Regions from separate parts of the Mus musculus genome. Here region 2 is linked to region 1. A link is a contact called in public Hi-C data. All regions are on one chromosome and are shown on one strand. Each heading gives the region's core, a stretch centred on a gene start, on an enhancer-like site or on the middle of the called end of the contact. The rest is flanking DNA. Distances are from core to core; before and after follow the strand shown. Region 1 has its middle 22 kb from the start of Gm39776. Region 2 overlaps Rxra (retinoid X receptor alpha).

Region 1 (2,700 bases), core at 177-2,676:
GAGACTTAAAAGAGACTCCATAACCTGGAAGCAAGACTGGGTAGGAACCAGGGGTCTATAATGAAAGCAAGATCCTCCCCTTCCCACAGGCTGAGGCAGAGAGAGGCCCACTGAGCCCCCTTGACCCACTGAAGTGTCATTGGGTTGTGGGACTCTGGCACTGGTTCCATGGCCTCTGAGCAGGCATCCTGGGGGCGATGGATATTCAGGGTTTCATAGTCCCCAGCAAAGCCACAAGGACAGTTTCAATCTGCTCAAAGATTCAGGTCCAATCCCCTAAGAGCACCCAAAGCACACGCCTGGGCTCCAAGGCTTCAGGGACCTTAGTGTCATCTGCCTCCAATCTGCCACAGCCTCTAGCCCTCACTCTGTCACTGTGGTGCCCCATAGCGTCCTTCTCAGAATGGCAGGTCCTCAGCGGCCCCTCACACGGATACTTCAGGCAACACTTTTAGCAGACGCCTCAGCTGCTTTTTACCCTGCCCCTGCCAGCCTGGGTTCTGATGCAGCATCAAAGACTTCTCTCAATAGGAAGAATCTCTCTTTGGTCGCATTTCCCTTATTATCCTGGGTATCAGGCTACTCAGAGTCGATGTGCATGTTTCCCTACTGGACCTTGATCTCTGGGGCTGGCTTTGCTTTTCCATCTCCCTTCTGGGTTCCTGGCATACCCCAAGCTCAGAGGACTGGGGTGGCCCCACCCTTTGCTTACTTCATGTCCTGGGTCAAAGGAGGCTGAGGCCATGAGCTAGGCAGATGACAGGCTGGGGAGAGCAGGGAGTGGGGGGAGGAAAAGGCTGGGGACACTCACCATTAGCCTTGACACTGAGGGCATTGCAGATTCAAGAACAATACCTATAACCGCTGAAACCGGGGTGGGGGGCTGCTTGGCAGAGGGTGAGGCCCAGGAAGAAGCCAGAAGCAAGGCAAAGACCACTGACCCAAAACACCAGCCAAAGGGAACTCCTGGCAGCACCCTGACTCTACTGAGTGACTGGCCTTCCCAGCAAATGTGGAGCCCTGACCTGGACCGAAGTGCCAGGATGGCATGGCCAGGATATGACAGTATCCTCTGTGGTACTCTGTCTACTACCAACTCAAGAGGCTGCAGGGCAGAACTGGCATATGTCTCTGGCACAGTCCATACCTCACATGAACTCTAAACTCTGACACTGTAATGATGACTAGCCAGCGATCCCCTTCATAGCCCAACCCCACGAACAACTCCCAGGCTAGTCCCCAGGCTCTGGCCCTTTAATGCTTCATCTTACAAGGGACCTGGTGTGAGGAGCCAAGAGCCACTGGGATGGCAAGAGCTGGCCAGCTGGCCTTTGTCCAAGCCCCACTGTCTTTTTCTGAGGTGTGCCCAGCTGGCCCTTTAAGAGGCCGGGGGCACTATTGGCAAATGCACAGCTGGCCCAGTACTGGGCCGGGCACGTTCCTGCTCCTCATGGAAGGCCTAGCTGGAGAGGAGACAAAATGTTCTTGCACAGCTTGGTAAACAAGCCTGAAGTGTTTTGAAAGCTTCTGCCTATACAAAGGACTGGGCTGGAAATGCAAGAGTTGCAAAAGGAGCCACTGGGCTGCAGGGGGGGGCTGTGCTGCCGTGGAACTGCCCTGAGTGTGCGTGTGTGTGCATGCCAGCCAGCTATGGCCTCTGCCTGGGTTGGGGAAGGCTGGGTACACACCTGTGTACAGTGGTGGGCTCTGCCTGTGTGGATCGAAGGGTGTGGGCACACCTGTGTGTAATTGTGCCATCTGCCCGTGTAAGAGAATGTGCGTACGTGTGTGTATGTCAGCTGGCAAAGAGGTACGCATACACTTACCCTTGTGCACATACATAGAGCCGGTGAAAGCCTATGGCTGTATGTGAGTGCAGGCGTGGTCAAGAACATGCAAACACGAGTGTATACACATGAGTACAGCTCCACAGAGCTCTCCCTGTAACCTAGCTGTCTAAGTCAAGATCACTATTGCTGTGACGAAACACCGTAACCAAAGCAACCTGCGGGATAAAAGGTTTATTCAGTTTATCCATCCACATACTTTTTTTACCACTAAAGGATGTCAGGACAGGAACTCAAGCAGGACAGGAACCTGGAGGCAGGAGCTGATGCAGAGGCCATGGAGGGGTGCTGCTTGCTGGCTTGCTCTTTGAGGCTTGCTCAGCCTGCTTTCTTATAGAAACCAGGACCACCAGTCCAAAGATGGCACTGCCCACAGTGGCTGGGTCCTCATAAATCAATCACCAGTTAAGAAAATCCCTTACATCCAGATCTTATGAAGGCATTTTCTCAATTGAGGTTCCCTCCTTTCAGATGACTCTAGCTTGGGTCAGGATGACATAAGACTAATCAAGACACCAGCTCTACAGAACACAGGCTAAGGTTGTCCCTGGCCCAGGCTCCAGGGCCCCTAGCCTAGGATAGGAAGGATGCCAGGAACCTTGCTCCCCTGACAGCTAATTAGAGTCAGGAGCACAGTGACCTGGTGACTGAAGACAAGGAGTCTGAAGAGCCATGAAGCCAAGGAAGCCAGGTGAGCAGCCCTCAGGGGCAAGCACTTGTCACAGGGCCAGACTCAGCTCATCTGGGACCAATCTCAGTTGTAATGATGGTGCCAAGAGCTTTGGCACCCCACTGGGGACTTGCCCTGTGCTAGCATATACCAGAGGCTGGCCTTAGCTACAAAGATCCGCCC
Region 2 (2,700 bases), core at 106-2,605, 110 kb before region 1:
TATATAATACATACAATAGATTGTAACTCTGTAACTGAGGAGGCCTCTGTGGTCATAGCTCTGCCCTGTCATGTCTGCCAACTGAATCACACGTATCCTCCTTCCCAGTCTGGAGCATTAAAAATTTCACTTTCCAGGAAGCAAGCTTCAGACTTCCCTCCTTATAGTCCTGGTGATACAGCTGCCACGCCCAGACCCTCTGCCCTCTCAGAGCGTCTGCTTCCTTATGGGCAGGGCTCTACTGATGAGCAAAGAGCAGGCACTACACCACAGCTTGGGAAGGTTCAACCATGAGATTCCTAGAACCAAAGTTACACACATACACAACCTGATGGCGTCACTGGGTCACTCTGCCAGCTAGGAGGATAGTCTCAAGCTTTCCTGTACCCCACTCCTTAGCTCACAGAGCCAGAGGACAGTCCTCAACACTGGCCAGATCAACAAAAGCCATAAGCCTGGGGCCATTGAGACCACCAGGGCAGAGCCAGCATCTGCCCCAAGGGTGTGTGAGCCATTCCCAAATTAATGACTAAATCTTCATGCCCCAGCCCCTAGCCATCTGGTCACAGGGCTCTATGTACACTAGGATGGCCATAGGGCCTCCCTGAGCTATTTTCTCTCTAAACATAGCACAGGAACCTCCTGCGAGGTGGGAAGACTTTCCAGGTCAAGGGCCTGCAATGAGTGGTGATCAATGAGTTTTTCAGCCTGCCTGGCCTTGGCCACAGGGACAGAGGGACAACACTGGGTACTGACACAGTTTCCTACATCCCACAACCTCCAGCATCCATTAACGCAGGTGACCCCCATGGCCAGTCCAGGCTTCCTTCCTTTGGGAGTGCACACACTGTGCTGAGTCTCCTGTCCTCTTGCCCTCTCCTCTCCAGCCAACACATACGAGCACCATGCTACCATGGCGCCCTGCCTCATTCTGCCATCCACTCACACAGGCTACTCTGTTCGGGCACAGGCTCAAAGGCCTGACATCAAATCCCGTCACTCTGCTATTCCTCAATTTTCCCCCCTCCATAAAACTGAGCTGTTGTTAGGATTTCTTGTCTGGAGTATTGTCACCCTCCCCTGATATCATGACCTTAACTGGTGTTCTCAGCAGCAGTGGAGAGAGTGTGTTCCCCCTCTCAGGAGGAAAATGAGGCCTGGGCACCCCATGGGGGAGACACAGGCCAGGCCTGGCACCAGGCACCTGACAACCAGTCCTGTGACGGGCTGGCAGGATATTGGGAAACTCACAAGAACTTATTTCAATATCTTGGCCACGTCAGAGATGGGTTTCAACATGCACAGCACCCAGGAAGGACGGTGGCCATCTCGGCCTGTTTGCCTGCCCAACACACAGGGAAGGCTGTGCTCCCCGTGACTGCCCCACAAAGGGACAGGCAGAGACATAAGAGGGCCATGCCCTAGGAGCAGAGCTGCCCTCCCCCCACCCCCATCCCCTGGTCCCCCACTCCCACCCCCACCCCCCACCAGCACTCAGCCCCAGGCCCCAGGCCCCAGGCTCTGTCCCTCAGATGCCCTGTCCAGGACTGGGAAGGAGATCCTGCAATCTGCCAAGGGTGAGGCTTCAGAAGATCACAATCTAGAAAGAACAACCCTTGTGGTCCCCAGCTTGAGCACCCAGTACCAAAGCCAGAGAGGCCTTGCTCTACACATGCAGTGACTCTGGGCAGCCTGGAAGCCTTAGATGAATTTTAAACAAAGTCACAGAACCCTGAAGACAGCAGGAGACACTCAAGGTCACCACTTGAGTCCACACTACTACCCCATCAGACAAGAAGGGAAACTGAGGCCCAGTGAGTTGGACGAACTCTTCCCAGGACACAAACCTTAGAGGAGCTGAGCCTGACACCCAGAAGGAAGGAAAACTTTTAATGGGGTGGGAGTTGCATGACTGGCATTGGACCCAAGTCTTTTGCTAGAGAATTCTACAGTCTTGAGGCCCCAACAATAGGGGCAGGGCCCCACCAACAACTGATACCATGTGGTAGCCAACCTCGCCCATGTTCCGTTTTCAACTCCAGAACAGATATCCCACCCTGATAATCTGACAGGTTTCCAGCCTAGCCATGTTCTGATAGCCTGAGTTAGAGGTGATGTCTCTCCTACTGTCAAACCCCCAACCCAGATGACAACAGAACTCTGTAATGGAGCACCCAGAGCCACCATGTCCACACTGCCACCCGCCCAGTCTCTGAGGCCCAAATGTGGCTATGCCTATGGCCCAGTGACAGCATGCCACAGTCCCTGGCCCAGGCCCTGCATCACAACAGGTTCTACATGCAAGCACTTCTGTCCAGGTGTCCCCCATCCCAGTATCCAACAAACACAAGGATAATTCTCCGGAGATAATGAGGTAATCAACTCCTCTCGGCTCCCTGAGGGCCTCTGCACAGCCAGGCTATAAATACCAAGAGATACAGACTCTCACACAAGGACATGACCAGCCCCCTATCACATGTGGATCTGGAGGCATGGCAGAGATCTGGGAAACCTCATATCTTGCCCTATGGAAGTGGAGTGCCACCAGGAGAGAAAGAGGGAGTGAGGGGCTAGCATGTAAGAAGAGAGCTGGGGACATGAGGATCAGAAAAGGAGGTTCGACCTTGACCCTGAGGCCAGAAAAGACCTGGCTGGGATGGAGAGAGTAGAGAACTGCCGATTTTCTCCTAGCTGCATCAA

Evidence for each region. Hi-C and Micro-C count contacts between places; a contact is called where the count stands out from the background.
Region 2: a Hi-C map of 3T3-L1-derived adipocytes shows a contact between it and region 1, with 4 times the contacts expected there. The contact joins two enhancer-like sites. A contact is called at or near these places in 1 of 39 promoter capture datasets (embryonic stem cells), 1 of 484 Hi-C or Micro-C datasets (3T3-L1-derived adipocytes), 3 of 115 datasets of contacts at active chromatin or transcription factors (CD8 T cells, embryonic stem cells and hepatocytes) and 4 of 9 other capture datasets (adipose tissue, liver, macrophages and 1 more).

Annotation. Positions count from the first base shown.
Region 1 is chr2:27,598,012-27,600,711 of GRCm38.p6, reverse strand. No RefSeq gene overlaps it. Among named protein-coding and RNA genes, the nearest start is that of Gm39776, 22 kb to the right of the region's middle. Within about 2 kb of position 1,426, at least 49 of the 459 cell types and tissues checked have an H3K27ac peak or open chromatin away from gene starts, as enhancers often do. A contact at or near this core is called in 3T3-L1-derived adipocytes and hepatocytes, where this site is marked.
Region 2 is chr2:27,712,921-27,715,620 of GRCm38.p6, reverse strand. The region is part of intron 1 of Rxra (retinoid X receptor alpha); the gene reads right to left. Among named protein-coding and RNA genes, the nearest start is that of Rxra, 37 kb to the right of the region's middle. Within about 2 kb of position 1,355, at least 62 of the 459 cell types and tissues checked have an H3K27ac peak or open chromatin away from gene starts, as enhancers often do. A contact at or near this core is called in 3T3-L1-derived adipocytes and hepatocytes, where this site is marked.